Regions from separate parts of the Sus scrofa genome. Here all the other regions are linked to region 2. The links are chromatin contacts, called in public HiChIP or PLAC-seq maps. All regions are on one chromosome and are shown on one strand. Each heading gives the region's core, a stretch centred on a gene start, on an enhancer-like site or on the middle of the called end of the contact. The rest is flanking DNA. Distances are from core to core; before and after follow the strand shown.

Evidence for each region. HiChIP or PLAC-seq counts read pairs in DNA pulled down with a chosen protein or histone mark.
Region 1: a contact with region 2 is called in an H3K27ac HiChIP or PLAC-seq map of alveolar macrophages. The contact joins the promoter of TBC1D24 here to the promoter of RNPS1 in region 2. A contact is called at or near these places in 2 of 47 Hi-C or Micro-C datasets (embryonic fibroblasts and liver) and 2 of 2 datasets of contacts at active chromatin or transcription factors (alveolar macrophages and skeletal muscle).
Region 3: an H3K27ac HiChIP or PLAC-seq map of alveolar macrophages shows a contact between it and region 2. The contact joins the promoter of CCNF here to the promoter of RNPS1 in region 2. A contact is called at or near these places in 2 of 5 promoter capture datasets (fetal liver and fetal skeletal muscle) and 1 of 2 datasets of contacts at active chromatin or transcription factors (alveolar macrophages).

Annotation. Positions count from the first base shown.
Region 1 is chr3:39,570,650-39,573,780 of Sscrofa11.1, forward strand. TBC1D24 (TBC1 domain family member 24) reads right to left here and starts at 1,668. Exons shown (of 10, transcript XM_021086761.1): 1 at 590-1,668. It overlaps NTN3 (netrin-3), which reads right to left. Exons shown (of 7, transcript XM_021086754.1): 3 at 2,895-3,044; 4 at 2,701-2,751; 5 at 2,499-2,573; 6 at 2,012-2,230; 7 at 1,781-2,009. The coding sequence ends at 1,882.
Region 2 is chr3:39,736,974-39,740,478 of Sscrofa11.1, forward strand. It overlaps RNPS1 (RNA-binding protein with serine-rich domain 1), which reads left to right and starts at 2,085. Exons shown (of 8, transcript XM_003481099.4): 1 at 2,085-2,784. It overlaps LOC110259946 (a long non-coding RNA gene), which reads right to left and starts at 1,307. Exons shown (of 2, transcript XR_002342443.1): 1 at 1-1,307.
Region 3 is chr3:39,601,757-39,604,849 of Sscrofa11.1, forward strand. CCNF (cyclin-F) reads right to left here and starts at 1,332. Exons shown (of 17, transcript XM_003124740.6): 1 at 1,223-1,332; 2 at 6-160. The coding sequence starts at 1,238.

The DNA.
Region 1 (3,131 bases), core at 418-2,917, 170 kb before region 2:
GGCCGGCTGTCATCCTGGAGCCAGCGGAGGGCCGGGGCGGGCGCTGCTGCAGGTCTTCGAAGGCAGAATGTTATCAGAGAATCTGTTGCAAGTGTTGAGTCCAGAAGCGGATTTCCTTCCCCGCAGAGACGGAAAGCGCCCCAAGGAAGGAGTGACACAGAGACAGCTCTTTCCGACCGCCGCCACGCCCGGAGCCGGTCGGCGCGCGGACACAGCCTGGTGGGGGGCGCTGGCTCTGCCCCCGGGGGGATGTCCGGCGGGGCGGGGTCGAGATCAGCCCCGGCCCCACGTCCCGCCCAGGCCGGCGCTCGGTCCGCGGGGAGCTGGCAACGCCAGGCAGACGGCTTCGGGCCCCGGATGCGCGGGCCCCAGACCCCGGACCCGCGCGCCGGCCGCCCCGCCGCGCGCCGGGTCTCGGACAGAGGCCCCGCAGCCAGGCCCCCACGTCCCCTCCCTCAGCACACCGGGGCCGCGATGACAGCCCCCCACCCGGCCCCGCCGCCCCCGCGGTCTCCGCGCCGGGCCGTCTCGCTTCCGCCCGCCCGGCCGCGCGCCCACCTCCGCCCACCCGCGCCGGCCGCGCACCCACCTCCGCCCGCCGCGCCGCTTTCTCCTCAGCTTGCCGAGAGATCGAGCGCCCGCCTTTCTGCGCACGCGCGCACGCGGCCCCGCCCCAGCCGAGACGCGCCGCCAGCTGCCCACCCGGGGCGCCCGCTGGTCTCCGCTGCATCGGGCTCTGGGCATGCGCGCTGACGCCCCGCGGCAAGGCGGCAGGAGCATGCGCCAGCTGTGCGTGGGTCCCAGTGCGAGGAATGCGAGTACGCGCGCTGCCCCCCGCCCGCGGGCGCGAGAGAGTGGACGGGGGCGGGGGGGCTGACCCGCTTAGCAGCCGGCGAGGCGGGAGGCATCTGGGGAGTCTGCAGGGCTGCCCGCGGGAGCCGCTGTCGCTCCGGATCACGCGTAGACTTAGGGACGCGCGTCCGCTTGGGCACGTCGTCCGATCCGGAGCGGGCGAAAGGTGCAGGGGGTCCTCGGGGAGGGACGTGAGAGGCTGAGAGAGACAGCCAGATGGAGACAAGGGACAGGGACACAACAGGCCAAAAAAGAGGTAGAGTCGCAGCAGGGACAGGGACACGGACTCCCAGCAGGCAGAGGTGACAAGCGGGTCAGACGGGAACCAGAGGCCACCATCCTCGTTGGGGGAGGAGTTACAGCGCCCTCTGCTTATCCTCAGAGAGGGTGGGAGAGCCAGTGTCACCGAGCCCCGTGGGGGTCCAGAGGCGTCTGTCGTGGCCACAGTGCCTCTTGGGGAGTCAGAGCGCTCTTTGGCGGAACACAGTCCGTGGAATCACAGCAGCCCTTAGGGTGTTCTCGCTTTCTGTGGGTCCTGGCATCACAAAGGGGTACGTAAATGTTGGGGGTGTCACTTTTAGGAAGGTGGGACTTCTGAGGGACCACGACATCCCAGGGTGGGGTTGGTAAGGCAGCCCTTGGAGTGTTCGCAGAGCCTCTAAGTTCCGGCCCACAGGGGGTTCACGGCCCTCTGGGGGTATCCTTGTGTCCCTTGGAAGCCGCAGGTAGCTCGGGGTGGGGGGGGCGGGCAAGGAGTCGTCTTAATGACAGCTGCCCAAGCAGGCCTCGAAGCCGCTCTTAGGGGCTAGCACATCCCTCTTTGTTGGGACGGGGGTGTCGTTGCGTCTGTCACACTCCTGGGCAGAAGCTCAAGGCACCGAGGGAGGCGCGGGGCAAGGTCGGGGGCTGGTGGGGCAGATGGAGATTCGCGCGACACAAGCAATGACTCCTCGGTAGGCGGATACACTGCAAGAACGTGCGCCTTGATGTGTGGGAACCGCCCCGCCGGCCCCCACCCGGCCAGTGGGGTCAGGCCGTCCCGCAGCGCCCCCGCCGTTCGCGCCGCTGAAGCCTCCGGAGGCGCCGCGTCCACGCATCCCGCCAGGGCAGCACGAGGCTTCCGCGGGCGGCACTGAGACCGGGCCCCCGGCCCCCGGGCCCCCGACTGCGGCCCCCGGCCCGCCCCCCAGCAGCAGGTAGTGGCGGCCCGGCAGTAGGCGCGGGCAGCCGCAGGCTGCGTCCCGAGCCGGCACCCACAGGGCGCTGCTCCCGCGCCGCGCGCGCTCCTCGCCGCTCCGGAACACGGCGAGCACGGCCACCGGGAAGCGTGTCCAGGAGCCGCGCGCCTCGCCGCGCGCGCCCACAGCCACCTGCACCGCTGCGAGGGAGGTGAAAGGGGCGGGGTCAGGCGAAGCGGGGCGGGGCCGGGCCGCGCAGAGGAGCACCCGGCGCGGCGCCCGCGAGGGTCGGAGGGGGTGGCGGAGAAGCACCGAGAGGCCAAGGGGGCTGACGGGGCGGGGGCCGGAGACAGCGGAGGATCTGAGGGGTGGGGGATGGCCTCGGGACCCAGCGAGGGTCAGGACGCCCCACAAGGAAAGTAGGGCAAGGTGAGGAGGCTGGGGGCAGGAGGCCTGCGGGCGGCCTACCATAGTCCTTCCTGCAGAACTTCTTCAGGCTGATGCGGTAGCTACCACGGGCGGGTTTGCAGTGCAAGTCACAGTCTGGGAGGAGGGTGCGGGAGGAGGTTGGCACAGATGCCCATCTCTTTCCCTCACCCTCTCTTCCTCCCCTCCTGGAATCCATAGCCCCCTCCCCGCATGGACCTGCCCCTCTGGGACCTCCACTCACCTTGGGGCTCCACGGGGTTGCTCTCCTCAGTCGGTCCAGGGACAGGGGTCTCTGTGGGGGATGGGATAATGGCCTGCATTTGAGCGGGCCGGGGGCGGGGGTGGGGTCTGCAGGACCCAGGGGACAGGCAGACAGCAGCATGGAGCTGGGGGTGCCCTGGGCTGAGGTGTTCTAAGCAGGGCAGTGCCACTCACTAACGCAGGGTGCTACTGGAGAGCGGCTCTGCTGGAAGCCAGGGGCACAGCGGTTGCAGGTAAGGCCAGTGACGCCGTCCTTGCAGGGACACTGGCCTGTGGTCTGGTTGCAGGTTTTGCCAGCAGCACCAACAGGGTGACAGTCACAGGCTGAGGATAGAAGTGGGATGGTCAGAAGCCCATCTGGGGATGTGGAAAAGTGGAGGGCGAGGGTGTGTGGGTGGCTGATGGCAGGCT
Region 2 (3,505 bases), core at 835-3,334:
AACAATATTCAGAACCAAATTTGATTAAATTCCTAAGTGTCTGACTAAATCATGCTTTTAGATTTAATATAAAATGTGTTGAAAGTTATATGCATGCCAAATTCTATGACTTCGGAGCATGAACAACAGAAAACCCAGAAGGGGCTGTCAGCCCAGCTGCCTGTGCCTCCTCCATGCGCCTCGGTGGGACCACAGGGCCTGCCTCATCCCCACCTAGGTTGTCACCACCTCCCTGGACAACGGCTCTGGATTCAAGGCCTTTCAGGTACACATCGACTTGGCCCAGGATGTGTGGGACTCTGACCCGCTGCCATGGGCTCCTCATTGACTCCCCGCACGGCAGGCAGGGCCCAGCAAGACCACGACATCCCCAACACCGACCCCCTGGGCCCCTTAACTGCTTGTTGCAGGGCCAGGGCTGCGGCTCTGTTACAATTATACCACCACCTGGCCTGGCCAATGTGACCATGATGCCGAGGTCATATACCTTCTCTAAATGGCCCCCACTCCCCAAATCTAAATCCAGAGGGAGAACCACAACCCGGACTGACTCCGCCTGCCAAGCCCCCTCCCAGGAGTGTGCAGAGGCCTCAGCAGAGAGGCCTCCAAAGGGAGGCTGCCCCTGCCTGTCTTTTGTCCCCGACTCCTCAGACACCCCTCAACCCAGGATGAGGTATCAAAGGCACCGTCCAGGTGCCCATCTCTGGCCCATCTCCGCACCACAGTGGTTCCTTTCCCCGGAACACACCCTGGATCTGCTCTCTTCTCTTCCCTGCTGAGTCTACCTGTTCCACCTGTTCTGAGACAGGGGTGCACCTTCCTCCCCTCCTTCCAATAAGGAAGGAAGCAGGTACACAGCAGTCAACAAACCCTGCAAGCCCTGGCCCTCTCAGAGCCGGGTTTTACTCCAACAGCCTCCTGCCTGGTCCTGGGCCTCTAAACCTCACCCTCTTGCCGTTGCCAGGAGGCTCTGGCAATGCCTCCCCGCCTGCGCCGTCCACCAGCCCCGGGATGAAGCCTTGGCGCCTTATCTTGCACACCTTCCAAGTTCCCCCCAAATGCTAAACTCCACCTTCCTAGCCCCGGCTTCTGCCAGCAAGCCTCTGCGCCTTTGCACCTGCTCTTCTCTCGGCTGAGGGCACCCTTCCACTTGGGTCTCAGCTGCAGTGTCACCTCCGCAGAGGCGCCTTGACTTCTGCACCTAGTCTTCTCTTTTTATTTTATTTTATTTTATTTTTTGTCTTTTTGCCATTTCTTGGGTCTCTCTCGCTGCATATGTTGGTTCCCAGGCTAGAGGTAGCCGCCGGCCTACGCCAGAGCCACTGCAATGCAGGATCCGACCTGCGCCTGCGACCTACACCACAGCTCACGGCAACACCGGATCCTTAACCCACTGAGCAAGGTCAGGGATCGAACCCACAACCTCATGCTTCCTAGTCAGATTGGTTAACCACTGAGCCACAATGGGAACTCCTTCTTTTTTAAATTTTTAATGTATTTATTTATTGTCTTTTTAGGGCCGCATGTGCGGTATTTGGAGGTTCCCAGGTCAGGGAGCGAATCGGAGCTGCAGCTGCCAGCCTACGACACAGCCACAGCAACACCAGATCCCAGCCGCGTCTGCGACCTTACATCACAGCTCATAGGCAACGCCGGATCCTTAATCCACTAATTAAGGCCAGGGATCTAACCGGCGTCCTTATGGACTGTAGTCAGACTTGTTTCCCCTGAACCACGACGGGGACTCCTGCACCTCGTCTTCTACCCTGTCTTTTGCTGCCCGTCCTTTCTGACGGCACTACCCCGTCTTACCCACCCGGCCGAGTTCCGCTGGAGTAAAAGCTGCGTCTGCCTGGCCACTCCCTGAGAGGCTTCTAACCGCACGAACCCTCTGCCCGGCCGGTCCCCACGGCGGTCGGCTAGAGGCCGCGGCACCTGCGCACTCCTCCCCCAACCCCGCCGCCCGAAACTCCGGGTCTCAGGCCCAGCGCCCACGGACCGCACCAAGCCCGCGGCGAGCCTAGGACGCAGGCGCACGGAGAGGGGCAGGGCCGCCTTAACCCGCCCCGCGCCGGCCCGCGAGCTACCACGCAGCACGGCCCTCCCAGCCCCAGCAAGCTGCCAGTTTGCCCGCCCTATGCGCCGCGCAGCCAGCCCCTGGCGGCCCAAGACGCCCCTCCCGAGAGGGGAACCAAAGTACGCGCTCCAACGCGGGGTGCTACACACGACCTTGGCTCTTTAACATTCTCCTTGCTCGCGCTCATTGGCTGAGGCGCTCTACGTCATCGCTGCGCGCCGGACGACGGCGCCTTCCCGCTCCCTAATCCTGACGCCAGAGCGGCGCCGGCCTCGGCGGCTGAGGAAAGCGGGAGGAGGTCTCGGCGGCGGGAAGATGTAAGTTGCGGGAATCCGACCCCATCCGAGCTTCGGGGGCCGCTCGCCAAGGTCGGCGGGGTGCATCGTGAAGCCGGCCCTCTCCCCGGCCCCGCGGTGGCAACGGCGGCCTAGCGGCGCGGTGTAGTTCTTAAGAAGAAAGAGTGGCCAGAGGAGAGCTGAGTAGGAGGCGCCGAGGCCGCGGCCCGGAAGTGGTCGGGGCTGCGGCGGGCGGAAGGGCGCCCTCGCTTCGTCTTCTCTGCGGCGGGCCCAGGGAGGCCCGCGGAATTCGGAGCAGCCGGGAACTCGGCCTCCACCCTCAGGGTCCTCTCGCCGGGCAGGAGACCCAGGCCCGCAACGTCAGGCCCTGCCCTGGAAGCTCTCGCGGCCCGGCGCCTGGAGTGGGGAGTTGTGAGTCTACGCGGACAGGGGGCGGCGAGGTCGCGTTGGGCCCGGGGCCGGTGGGTGCAGAGTTGCTTTGTGGGGTGCCCTGGGTGACCGTCTGACCTTCCTTTTGAAGATCTTGCTTTAAACATGGAATCCACGAACATTTGTCGGACTCCTGTGTGCCGTTCTCGGTGCCCATCTTTGGGGATATGGCCCTTAATGCCTTGGAGCTCTGTTTCCCGGCTTGCCCCAGGAGGGAGGGTACGGGAAGGTTAAATATCAGTGGAGAAGAGATGTGGCTTTTTGCCTTTGTAATTTCGCATGAATATGCCTAAAACGTACTGTTCAGCGGGGAAGGGGCTCTGAAGATACGACCTGAAACGGTAGCTACTCGAGATTTAACTAGTTGTTCTCTCCTCTCTCTGGCTGTTGGACTGCGCAACTTTCCGGAGGATGGGGGAGGTAACCAGAGTCCTGTGCTGTTACCTGAACTTGTGTAAACAGAGAACGTCAACCATTGCTTTCTACCACCTAGGCCTCGCCCAGCGAAGCGTTTACGTACTCTGTGGTTCTTAACTTTCCAGAGTTTTAAGAATAACTTGCTAGATTTTTATTTACAAAGTACATTAGGGCAGATCTTTAGGCCTGGGGTGGGGCCCAGCAATCTGCACTCTGTCATCTGTTCAGTAAGGTTGGTTCAGTAATTGGCCACGTGTGGATATTAGGCACTTGAAACATACCCAGC
Region 3 (3,093 bases), core at 82-2,581, 140 kb before region 2:
CTTACAGCTCGCACGGCGAGGATGTCACCGACGGAGAGCCATTTCAGGATGTGAAAGAGCACGTCTTCAGGGAGACTCAAGATGGACAGATTTCGGGGTCTCCTCCTTATTCTTCGCTTTGCAGGATAGCAGAAACACTTGGCACACCTGCAGTGGATCACTTAAGAAAAACAATCCGATGGTCTAAGTGATGTGTTGGATAGGAGTTGTGCTGATGTGAAAAGTGACATCAGAATGTGATTCAACAGTTACTGTCCTCTGCCCCAGGAAAGGAACCAGCCATATTTACCGTCCCAAACAGAGACTAAGAAACCGAGAGCAGCAGTGTTACAGAAGACCACCATCATTCATTCAAACATTCCATAAACCTCTGGTGAGTAGTAACCCGGTAACTGGGCTTTGGGGTAACTTCTGATCCAGAGCCCATAGGACAACCAGGAAGAGGAAAAGGATGACCCGGCATTTCACTCAGGAAAGACCCCACCCCTGCTATCTCTTTGCTTCTATTGCACACATGACAAAGTGCATAATTTTAATAGGATCCGCGGGCCTGAACAGTCTGGTTTCCAAACTAGGAGGGTCTGCCCTGCAGAGAAGCTAAGGGTGGACTTGAAGACCAGGCCAGTCCAGCTCCGCGGATTTCAGAGCTGCCCAGCCAGTCTCAGAGCCTGATGTCCCCGCAGCGGGTCCTTGCAACTTCATCTCCAGCAACTCCCTCACTCTAAGCAGACGACCTAGAAGCTCTCAGGGAGGAGGAGCCCATCACCTACGAGTCCCGTCCGTCCCGTCCCGTCCCGTCCGTCCCGCCGGGAGGCGGCTGCTCGCCCACCTGCACCACTCCCTCCACAGGACTTCCTCCTGCCCGTTCCCCTCGCTCCTAAACTGGGTCTTCAAGCCATCAGCAATTAACGGGCTGCGAACGCCAAACGAAGACGCAGGGCGTCCAACCCCCAGATTTTGCCATTTTTTTTCATTCCCTTGCTCTAGGACAGCCAAGGTAATCACCACTGAAACTTTAGCGGTGATTACAGCCCTCGACAGGTGGCAGGCCCCGCGCGCGGCTTTCACGCGGAGCAGGGCGCCGCTGGGCATTTAAACCGCGCGCCGGGCGGGTGCCGTCTGGACGACGCGCACCCCGGACCGAAGGGCTCGGGCCGGACCTGCTCAGTCTCGAGGCCGCACCGCCGCCGCCCGCGCCCCGCGCCCGGCGCCCCGCGCTCACCCCCTCCGCTCCCCATAGCCGTCGCTGCCGTCGCCTTCGCCGCTGTCGCCGCCGCCGCCGCCGTCGCCGCCCGCGGGCCCAGTGCGCACCGCCCCACGCAGGCGCAAACCCGCCCCGCCGCCCGCCCGAGTTTTCAAACGCGCCCGGCACTCCCATTGGCCGGCCCGGGGGGGTGGTGCGCGCCACAGCTCCGCCAGGCCCCGCCCCTACCCCGCCCCCACGGCCCCAGGCGCCCGCGATTGGCCGTACCAGGACGCGAATTCGAACGCTGACTGTTGATTGGCGGAGTGTGCGCGGCCGCCCCGCCTCCCTGGCCCGGGCTGGGGTCCCCGAGGAGCTCGCTCTCGACCCTGTGAGCCCTGTCTGTTCTGGGATTGGACCTTGCTGCTGACTTGTTGGCAGAGGTCCGAGCGACCCGAGCCCACGGCGCACCGTGGGTTGTCAGTGAAAGTCTGAGCGGACCCGACGCGCCGCAGAGCCCGGGGTCTCGCGGAGGGCGCCGCACGGCGCAGCTGGGACCCGGACCTGGTTTCTGCTTGTGAGAACTCGGGCGACCCCACCCGCAGGCAGCACCTCACGGAGGCTGCTCCTGACCTTTCCGGCCCGCGCCCGAAAGCCGCACACCCTGCTTCCCACCGTTGCTTCAGGCGAAGAGACCCTGTTTCGGTGGCCCAGCCACGGCTGGCGTAGATCGTGATGCAGAAAGTGTAATTCAAAGACCTGGGGCTCGAAATCTTCATTGACTCAAGCCAGCACGTTTGCCTCTTTCTTCCCTTGAAGTGTGGCTCACCCTGGACCCCTCCTCCATCCCAGGGGAGCGCTCACCTTCTCGCTCGGACTAGATACACTGACCCCTGTCAGTCCCCAGTGTCTCCTGGAGTCACCTGGGAGACCTTCCTAAAACAGACGTGCACGCTTACAGTGCCTTGCTGGCTGCCGCAGCCACAGCTGAGCTGTCCGTTCACTCAGGTATTAGGCAGTGTCCACCCACCCAGTCTTTCAGGAACCAGCTCACATCCCACCTCTTTCATGAGACATTCTGACCAGGAAAGAAATGCAGTCTCCTGGGAGCAGTGTTTGAAAGTGGCTCTTCCTAGAAAAGCTGGGGAATCCGGGTCAATGCTCTCATCCCCTCTTCGCCACAGCCCTGTCCCTCCACCCCTTAGGCTCATGGAACCCCTTCAGGGTAGTTGGTCTGTGCTCAGCAGCTGGGCACACACAGAGGAGCCTCCGTGTTGTCAAGGCTCCATGCCAGTCTGGAGCAGGAGATGGAGATGTCTGCCGTGATCACAAGTGAGATATGAGGCCCTGGGAGCTGGGGGTGGAAGGGGCAGGGGCGGTGTAAGACCAGCTGGTAGAGCAGAGCAAACTTGGGGCCTGCTCCCCAGAGGCCAGAGGACAGGAAACTCCACAGGACCCCTGAGGTTTTTAGCTGTCTCTGTTGCCACTGGTTACTGTTTCCCAGTTTGGTACTTTGTGTCCCACCGTACCCTCTTACTTTGTTACTGGTCTCCCCAGGGCAGAGGTGCACTCGTTCAGCACTGTGCAGGGACTAAAGCTGGTCTCCCCAGCCAGGGAGCAAAGAGCCAGTCACTGCTCTCACTCCGCTGCCCTGCTGCGTCTGTGGAGTCCTCGTGGCTCCAAGTCCCTCGGTTGGCCTACATGTCTTTTTTTTTTTTTTTTTTTTTTTTTTTTTTTTTTTTGTCTTTTTGCCATTTTACTTGGGCTGCTCCCGCGGTATGTGGAGGTTCCCAGGCTACGGGTCCAATCGGAGCTGTAGCCACCAGCCTACGCCAGAGCCACAGCAACGCGGGATCCGAGCCGCGTCTGCAACCTACACCACAGCTCACAGCAACGCCGGATCGTTAACC